Regions from separate parts of the Hordeum vulgare genome. Here region 1 is linked to region 2. The links are chromatin contacts, called in public Hi-C maps. All regions are on one chromosome and are shown on one strand. Each heading gives the region's core, a stretch centred on a gene start, on an enhancer-like site or on the middle of the called end of the contact. The rest is flanking DNA. Distances are from core to core; before and after follow the strand shown. Region 1 holds the start of LOC123443765 (peptidyl-prolyl cis-trans isomerase CYP57). Region 2 holds the start of LOC123443764 (protein ANTAGONIST OF LIKE HETEROCHROMATIN PROTEIN 1-like).

The links. Hi-C and Micro-C count contacts between places; a contact is called where the count stands out from the background.
Region 1: a contact with region 2 is called in a Hi-C map of seedling, with 5 times the contacts expected there. The contact joins the promoter of LOC123443765 here to the promoter of LOC123443764 in region 2. A contact is called at or near these places in 1 of 6 Hi-C or Micro-C datasets (seedling) and 1 of 1 datasets of contacts at active chromatin or transcription factors (embryo).

The regions. Positions count from the first base shown.
Region 1 is chr3H:332,215,024-332,219,341 of MorexV3_pseudomolecules_assembly, reverse strand. It overlaps LOC123443765 (peptidyl-prolyl cis-trans isomerase CYP57), which reads right to left and starts at 2,839. Exons shown (of 11, transcript XM_045120291.1): 1 at 2,462-2,839; 2 at 2,080-2,258; 3 at 1,879-1,977; 4 at 1,643-1,746; 5 at 1,421-1,553; 6 at 659-878; 7 at 430-469. The coding sequence starts at 2,681.
Region 2 is chr3H:331,637,898-331,642,704 of MorexV3_pseudomolecules_assembly, reverse strand. LOC123443764 (protein ANTAGONIST OF LIKE HETEROCHROMATIN PROTEIN 1-like) reads right to left here and starts at 3,384. Exons shown (of 1, transcript XM_045120288.1): 1 at 1,446-3,384. The coding sequence starts at 3,234. The coding sequence ends at 1,636.

The sequences.
Region 1 (4,318 bases), core at 1,590-4,089, 580 kb before region 2:
CGCACAATATGCAGAACTAAACTAATTATCATAATGGCAAGCCAATGAAAAGTAACTTCTATATGATTATGTTACAATATTAGAAAGATCACATAACTTATTGTCATTCAGAATGGTGATATTATGTCCCTGGATAACTTATTGCCAGTTACCAGATATGAATACTTATAAGTAGTAACAGACTTATAAATGAGTTTTCAGCAAACTACCACTTAGTATTACTGTATTAGACAAGAGCTCAGGACTATAAGGACATATAGGAATACTACATGGTGTTGTTCACAAGAACAGATATTCTGGTTGATCAAAACATCATAATGATAACCTACCACATTGAACTAAACAACAATCCTATATGCAGAAGAAAATCACGGTGCATAAGGAATAAGGATAAGGAACATATAAATAAGGTAGATATAATAATAGAACCTGTGAGCTGGTAATTCTTTATCCTTCTGATGAGATTTATCTGTATCAAAGAGGGGGGGAAAGATTGCTCAGTTTTCCAACTTACATGTAGCAATCATGTGACATCAGCCAAAAAATGCAAGTAGCCGCAGGAAATTACATAATCCTGCCTCTCATTATGTCTGTCATGGCACAGCAAATGGCTGAACTGGAGAATGGCCATCTTAATAGAACAGGAATAGCAAATTACCTTTCTTGGAAGATTGACTCTGCCGAATATCCCCAAGCTCTCTACGTTTTTTTAGAATCCGTGAACGCATCCTGTTGTCAAAATCCTCCTCATTCTCATCTTCAGGAGAATCATCATTTTCTGGATCATGCTCTGGCTCTCTGGAGTCAGCTTTCTTCGAGATTAAAGCCTCCCTGATAGATAGGACAGTTTCATTTTTCTTCTCCTCTTCCTCCTTGGACTGGATAGTTGCAACAAGCACAATGGTGTTCAAATTTGACAAGGTCTAAAAAATATTCAATAGTAAGCGAGTAGATCTTATTAAGCAAAACCTGACCAGAGCCCAGGATACAACTCATGTCTTAAACCAATTCAACACGAAAAATGTATTTGAGTTATTGACAGTGTATAAAGGGAATATATATTTAATTACATGAATAATCAATAGAAGACGAAATACAGGAAATTAGTCCAACAAAGCACTCTGTACAAAAGTGCTCTTTAGGTAATTAGTGCTTTTAAATAGAGGATGCTAGAAAAAAATAAGAAAAAGGTCCCATTTAGTTGACGAAGTAGGAAAGCTAGCAACACCTATTTCTGGTTTGGTATGCACACTAACACAGCAGAAGTGTGATGCGCAGTATAAAATGCCATGTCTGCCAGTTGGACAAGGTCTCTAGGTATTTCTAGTCCAATATGTTTGCTAGCAAAGGATTGGTTAACATCCTACAGATTTCCCCAAGCACAAGTGACACAATTGATAATACTGACCAGTTGTTCAGCCTGTGGTTCCACTTTAAGAAAACGGGGGTCATCCAGCACATCGTGGATACTCTTTATTTTGTCCTTCACAAAAGAAGCTGCCTCATTCTCCTCCTCTTCTACTTCATCTCCAAACGAGAGCACATTAAGTTGCCTATAGGATGAATGGACAAGTCAAATGAAATCCAATACCACTACCTTATCTTTGCAAGGACAATTGGTTCCAACATGCAGAGAACATACTTAACAGCTTTCTTCTCTGGTTTCTTCTCAGCATCAGCCTTGGGAGCAGGCTGAATCTTCGTAAGTTGTCTTGGAACTATATCATCAAATGGGTTCCAGAGTACCTATAAAAGCAGAAACACACGTAACTAATCAACAACCACTTAGGCTTCATAGGTAACAGAAAAACAGATAGAAGAATCTGCTTTGTTGGAGAAGTATTCCAGAACTAAATGAAACATGAGGGGGAAAACTACCTCGACTGAAAGAACTTTCTGCGGGTATACAGGCCGATCATCCTTATCAGTCTCGATATCAGCCAAGGCCAGAAGATTGAAGATAGAATCCCCAGTGACCTGGACGCGTGCACACACACACGGTAAACTGTAATCACCTCCAATGAAACAAAGGTTTACACCAATACATGCACCACGGGGACAGACAAGCTAGACACATACCTTCCCAAAAATTGTATTCTTCTTATCAAGCCAATCACAGCGGTCAAGGGTAATAAAGAACTGGCTTCCATTAGAATGAGGTGTCCCCGCATTGGCACACGCCAATAAACCCCTGTGATTAAACCTCAAACGTGAATGGAACTCGTCAGCGAACGGTGCCCCATAGATGCTCTCACCCCCTGCAGGTTGATATCTGATAATCATCAGGTTCAGTTCAAAACACCCCCAAATCCACCAATCACATATATGGCTCAAACAGATAGTTAACCAGGCACAAAATTCTAAACTTAGACACAGATCATTGTAAAGGCCGACAGTGAAATCCGGAATCAGAAACCCTATATTATATATATACAGGTCTGGTTAGGGTTTAGGATCTCACCGGAGCCGGAGCCAGTGGGGTCGCCGCCCTGGATGAGGAAGGACTTGATGACCCGGTGGAAGAGGGTGCCGTCGTAGTAGCCCTCCAGGCATAGCTGAACGAAGTTGCGCGTGGCCTTGGGGGCCTCCTTGGCCCACAGCTCGATGTCGATCGGGCCGGCCGTTGTCTGCACCACCACCTTCCCCTTCGTCGGCGGCTCCAGCACATACACCGACGACATCTTGCCGGCCTGCCCTACGCCGCCGGCCGCCGCCTCGACTCTCGCGCTCCGGCAGGTCGGCCTGTCTTGAGGAGTGTGGTTCCACTGGTTCGGGTGGTCTTCGCCTGCGCCTGTTTGCGCTCGATTCTAGAACCGCCTCCACCAAATCGCCAGTTCCACGAGAAAGGCCGCTGAGCTATTTACACGCCATGAAATACGTCTCCTTAACGTGAATGCGGATTCACTTCTACTCCGTATTCTCATATGTTAAAAAACTGCTGATATATTTTGAGACCTCTAAGAGCATCTACAGTCAGACCCCTCAAACGTCCACGACCACGTGGACGCGCCCCGGCACGTCCCGGATGCATCCAGACGGTCCATCATATTTTGTTTTGTGCATTCACATACCTCGTATCCTCAAAGCACAATTGTTTCACGATGGTTTTGATAATTGATCACAACAAATGTATCATTGGACTAATATGTTTTTCAAGTATATTTCAGAAAAGTTCAAAAGATGTTTTGGCTAAAGGATTATGTGGAGATGTCCCTTGATACAAGGAAGGAATAATATTGGCTCAAACTTCAAGCTAGAAGACTCTTCATTTTCTATTTTGTGAGAAATCACATTTATGTTCATAGAAAAGCCAATACTATTAAAAGGGAGTGAGGTAGTAAAATAAACTGATTGTTCAAAATTCTATAAGTTAGCCACCGAAATACTCTGTCATTTTTCTCACAAAAACATTTTGTCAAATTTCACATACACAAATTCGGTGTCACCAACTTACATATTTCAGACCCGCCGAGTTTGATCTCACACAGGAACTCTAGCCATTCCCACCAAATCGGTGCAACCGAATCCATATCGGTGCTAACGAGTTTGGGTGACCAACTTTCGGGTGCCTCGATACACAAAATCGGAATTTCCGAGTTTGAGTATCGATGCCACCGAGTTTGGTCATCTGACCGTTAGCCACCTTTTCGGTGCCACCGAGTTTCATATATCGATCTCACTGAGATTCAAAAGTTCACACCTTTGTGCTAATCGGTACCACCGAGTTTTCAACTTCAGTGTCACCGAGTTTGCCACTTTGTGTGTAACGGTTGGATTTTGGTTGTTACCCATATATATACCCTTCACCCACCTCTCATTCATGGGAGAAGCACTCAGAACACACACTTCATATCCAGATCCATTTTCTGATAGAGAACCACCTACTCATGTGTTGAGACCAAGATATTCCACTCAATTCATTTGAATCTTGATCTCTAGCCTCCCCAAACTGCTTTCCACCAAATCAACCTCTCCTACCCATGCATATTCTGTGAGAGAGTGATTTTGTGTTGAGGAGACTATCTTTAGAAGCACAAGAGCAAGGACTTGGGAGCCTCCTACTTCGTGTTGTGGAGTTGAACCAAGATGTTTGTAAGGGCAAGGAGATCGCCTACTTCGTGAAGATCTACCGTCGGTAAGGCTAGTCCTCCATGGACGGAAGCCGTGGTGGAATAGACAAGGCTGCTTCTTTGTGGACCCTCCGTGGGTGGAGCCCTCCATGGACTCTCGCAACTGTTACCCTCCGTGAGTTGAAGTCTCCAATAACATGAACGTACGATGGCGCCACCTATCGGAACCATGCCAAAATTTGCCGTGT
Region 2 (4,807 bases), core at 2,135-4,634:
TGAGAGAAATGTTGAGTATTTTTGGTGGCTATCTCTAAGCACTTGAGCAACCAATTCATCATAATACCTCAGCTCTTTTAATAGTATTGGCTTTCATATGGACTCAAAAGTGATTTCTCACAAATGTAAAATATAGAGTCCTCTTGCTTGAAGCTTCACCAATCCTATTCCTTTCTTTGCATCAAGGGGTTTCTTCTCACACTCCTTTAGCCAATGCATCTTTAAACTTTTGTGAAATATACTTGGATAAGATCATTAGTTTAATGATACATATGTTGTTATTAATTACCAAAACCACATTAGAGGTCAATTGTGCTTTCAATCTCCTCCTTTTTGGTAATTGATGACAACATATAGATCAGAGCTTCTACAAAAGATATAATCAACGATTAGCGTCGTCACTTTGATAAGTATGTGAAAAGCAAATGCTCCCCTAAATTTATGAATTATTTTAAATTTGCGTTTGAATGCAAATGCATAATCGATTAGGATCTTGGGTCACTCTTCCATGTCACATACATTTTATTGGTGCACATAAATGATATAAATGAATAGCAATGCACATAACACCACACAAATAGGTAAATGATCATCATGTAGATAGATAAAAAGGAATAACATAGTAGCATCAACAATCAAAGTATGATCAAACACGAAAGATTAAGTCATCCAAAAGACAAAATGTTTTATGAAACCAAATAAGAGCAAATAAAAGGCAAAACTCTCTCTGGAAGCCCCCGTCAACACACACGCGCGGTATCTGACCGAACGCGACAGCACGGCGAGGCCCTAAACGCCCGTGAAGCTTCCGCCGTTGCGCTGGAGAGGGCATGTCGTCGATGTCGCTGCTCCCTGTCCGACCTGCTCCACCAGTTCGCCATGCCAGAGGCAACTAAGCCACGTCGACGCCGGCCCGCTAGAACTGAAATGGGCTCCTCAGGGCAAGGGTTGCGCCGCCAGCCACCCAGCGTCACCAGGCCACCTCGCCACCAAGAGCATCAACGTTACCGCGCCTAACGCCGGCCCGTGCTGCCAGGGAGGCGGACCGTCGTGCGTCGAGCAGCACCTGCCGCCGAACCTTGCTCGAGGAAGGGCGTTGCGCGTGGGAGAATGGAAGACCCGTCGTCGCCGAAACCATCCGACCAGATCCGGGAGCACCCTCCGACGGCAACAAGGAACGCCAAAACCACCCGGCCAGATCCAGGGGCACCCTCCGACAGCAACATGAGAGAGAGGAGGGGGCGCGAGGAAGGGAAGCGGGGGAGGCGGCACGAGGCGGGATAGAGAGGGTGGGGGTCCAGTCAGCAAAGGAGGCCTCGGCGATCAAACTGAAGCTGCGGTCCACGCACGTGGAGGTCTCTAGTGCAGCAGACTGGAAAATGCTTTTCATTTAAACCAGCTCTGGTTTTCATTTGTAAATTAAATTGTATATAAATCTTTAAATGTTAAACCGAGGAACCGACAGCAGCTACTGCCGATTTTTTTCCACAGAATGTTTACATGAATTTCCACTTTGTCTGAACGTCGTGTACAAATAAATCGTAACAAAATGTTCTATACTAGCGGCTAAAAGAATTCGCTACATGTTTAATTTTATCTGTACCCAAGCCAAGGAGAGGGCAGGAGGTGATTTGATCAGAAAAATGTGGTGCCGGCAAAGCCGCGGTGGAGGAGGTTGTGGGCGATGCTGTCCCTTTCCTGCTTGGCGGTCTCAGAGCGAACAGGGGTCTCCGGCATGGTATCGTCGTCGAAAAGAGCAAACTGGACCTCCGGCTCGAGCTCCTCGCGGCGCATCTCGCAGATATTGTGCAGGACGCAGCAGGCGCCGAGCACCACGGGGAGGTCCTGGAGCTTCACCTCCGTGCGCTTCTGGAGGCACGCCCACCGTGTCTTGAGCCGCGCGAACGCCTCCACGGCCACGTTGCGGATGTCGCCGACCTTCTCGTTGAAGGCGTGCTGCGTCCATGTCAGGTTCTGGTGTGTGTAGGGCACGAGCACCCAATCCATGAGCGGGTAGCTTGCGCCACCGACGAGGCAAGCGTCGTGCATCATACCCGCCGCGGCGCGCTGGTGCAGCATGGATTTCTCGAGCACCTGATCGTCTGGCATGGAGCCCGGCCAGCCGATGCAGACGTCGGTGAAGGCGCGGTCAGGACCGACCACCCCCTGGAGCGTGATGGAGTAGGATGTCTTCTGATTGCGCTCCGTGTGCCGACGGTTGAAGTAGGCGGCGACGGAGATCTTGGGCGCGATGATAGGGATGTGCGTGGTGTACATGGCTCCGATGACGCCCGGAACGCCAAAGGATCTTTCGAAGCCCTCCTTGAATCTGCCGGCGGCGGCCTCATCGGGCCATTGGAGGAAGCGCGGCATGAGGACAGACTTGATGGCCCCGCAGACCTCGAGGACGAGCTTGTGGCATGTGGAGATGCCGAGGCCGAAGCGCTTGGAGACGAGGCGGAGCGGCTCACCGGTGGCGAGGCGCCAGATGCAGACGGCGACGCGCTGACGCACGGGGATGGCCGCGCGAAGCATGGTGTCTTCCTTAGCCACCGCGGAGCCGAGCGCATCGCAGATCATGTCGAACGTCTCCCGGCCCATCCTGAAGGCGCGCCGAAACTCTGCCTCTGGGAAATCGGGGCTGTTGCACTGGTCCCACCACGCCTGCGACCGGTCCTTGACCCACAGACGGCGTTGGTGGTGGCCTGCACGCGGCGGCGAGGCCGACGCTGCAGTGTTGGTGGCGGCCTCCTCGGCAGCCACGACGGCCGCTGCCGCTGCCGACGCCGAGAGCTGCGAGCGCCTGGAGCGCGCAGCGGCCTCAGACTCGGCGTCGGCATCAAAGCTGCCCTCCATCTTGGCGAAGTAGTCCATCATGGCCTGCGACTTGTTGTCGGCGTTGGACTCGAGAAGCGCGAGCTCGCGGCGGGAGGCATCGGCGGCCCCCGCGCTGTCGGCGTGGCCCTCGGCCTCGAGCGCGGCGAGCGAAGTTATTATGGTGGCGATGGAGCGCTTCCTTCCGTTGTTACCGGCGGGCGGTCCGTCCTTGATGGAGTCGTCCCCTCCGCGCTTCCTCCGGCGGTTGTTTGGCATCGCGGCGGCGGCGACGGTTTCGTCGAGCGCGAGCGGCGACGCGGCGGCAGCGTCCTGCAAGAAAGAGTAGTAGAAGGCGAAATCGTCTTCTGCCGCAGCACCTCCTCCGCTGCTGGGGCGGGCGCCGGATGGGGATCTCATATACGTCACGGTAGCTAGTAACGCTGGCCGGGAGCGCGGGAGTCGCGATTGGTGCGGTGGTGGGTGCGGGTCAGCGATTGAAGAGGAAACGAAACGAAACGAGAGAAACGATCGTCCTGTGATTGGTAGGTGGAGAGGCGAGGAGACTGGTGTGAAATGGGGAACGATATAAATACGCCGTGATGCGACGAGGCCGATCGATGGCGATGTGTGAACGCGGGGGTTGCTTTTTGGACAAGGAAGGGGAGGCAGGAAAGCGAGACCGGCCCGCGCCTGCGCCGCGCTGGTGTGGAGCAGGAGCAACCAGGAAGGTGGCCGCGCCCCGAGGACGCGGTGTGGCGGGTGGGCACCCACCGGCTGACAGCGAGCGGGTGCGGGTGCGTGCCGCGGTTCACGCGGTTTCGCAGATCCGCACGACACCGCGTGGACTGGACTCCTCCTCTCCTCGACACGGCGCGGCGCGGTGGGGAATGGAGACTAGCGGACGAACGTGGTCAATGGGATGACATGCCGGCGTGGCACCATCATCCTCACGTGCGAGCTGGTAAACTGGAGGAGTACTGTACGTACAAACTGTCAAAATTTGCTGGTGCAGTGCTGCTAATGAATACGAGCCATACAGTCCCCGCAATTAAAAAAAACGAGCCATACAGTCCCCGCAAAAAAAAAAAAACGAGCCATACAGCGGTGAGATCGAGAGCTGGGCCGGCCACGGTGATCGAGAAACCGCGGCGGCATGGCGTCCTTTCGTCGTGTCGCTGACGTTTTTGGCAAGGCTCAAGGACCCACAGTCATCTATCTGGATTGTTCATCGGTTCAAGCGTTCCGGTTCTCTCTTGGGCGTCTCCAATGACGTCACTCAATTTTACTGCAAACAACATGGTGCCACAAACGTGTGCAGAGATCCTGCTAACCGACCATAAATGGAAAGGTAAAACTTTTCAAAGCACCTGCAACCTCTCGACCCAAACGGACGTGCATATTTTATTTAATTGGATTGTGTTTGCTTTTGTAATTGAATCGCCGCTTGCTTCCAACGCGGACAATGATCCATTTTTAGGTGTAGCAAAAAAAAAATAGACAATTTTAAAATAGAGAAACCATTGTTAAAAATTTAATGCCGGCCTCGAAGGCCGGCGATAGTCCACATTACATTAAATGTAAAATTAAGTAAACTAAAATGAGGAGACGCGTTGCCCTAGACATTCTTCTCGTCGTCGTCGTTTGGACCGGTGAGGTCGACGAGGGTCAGCGTCGGGCCAGCCCAGGGAAAGGCCGTCTCCTAAGCGACAACGACGTCGTTCGCTGGTGGTTGCACCGACGCTCGGTGGGCAGCACGTCGCTCCTTCTCCTCAGCTTCGGCCTCGCACTCCATCTGCTCGATCCGTCGGGCCTCTACGTCCTCTTCTCTCACCCGCCGCTGTCGTTAGTGGACCTTGGATCTCGGGTAGGGGGTCCCGAGCTGTGGACCTTAGATCGATGAATTACAGGGGACGAAGGAGACGATGTTTTACGCAGGTTCGGACCCTTTTGATGGAGGTAAAACCCTACGTACTGCTCTTGTTTATATTGA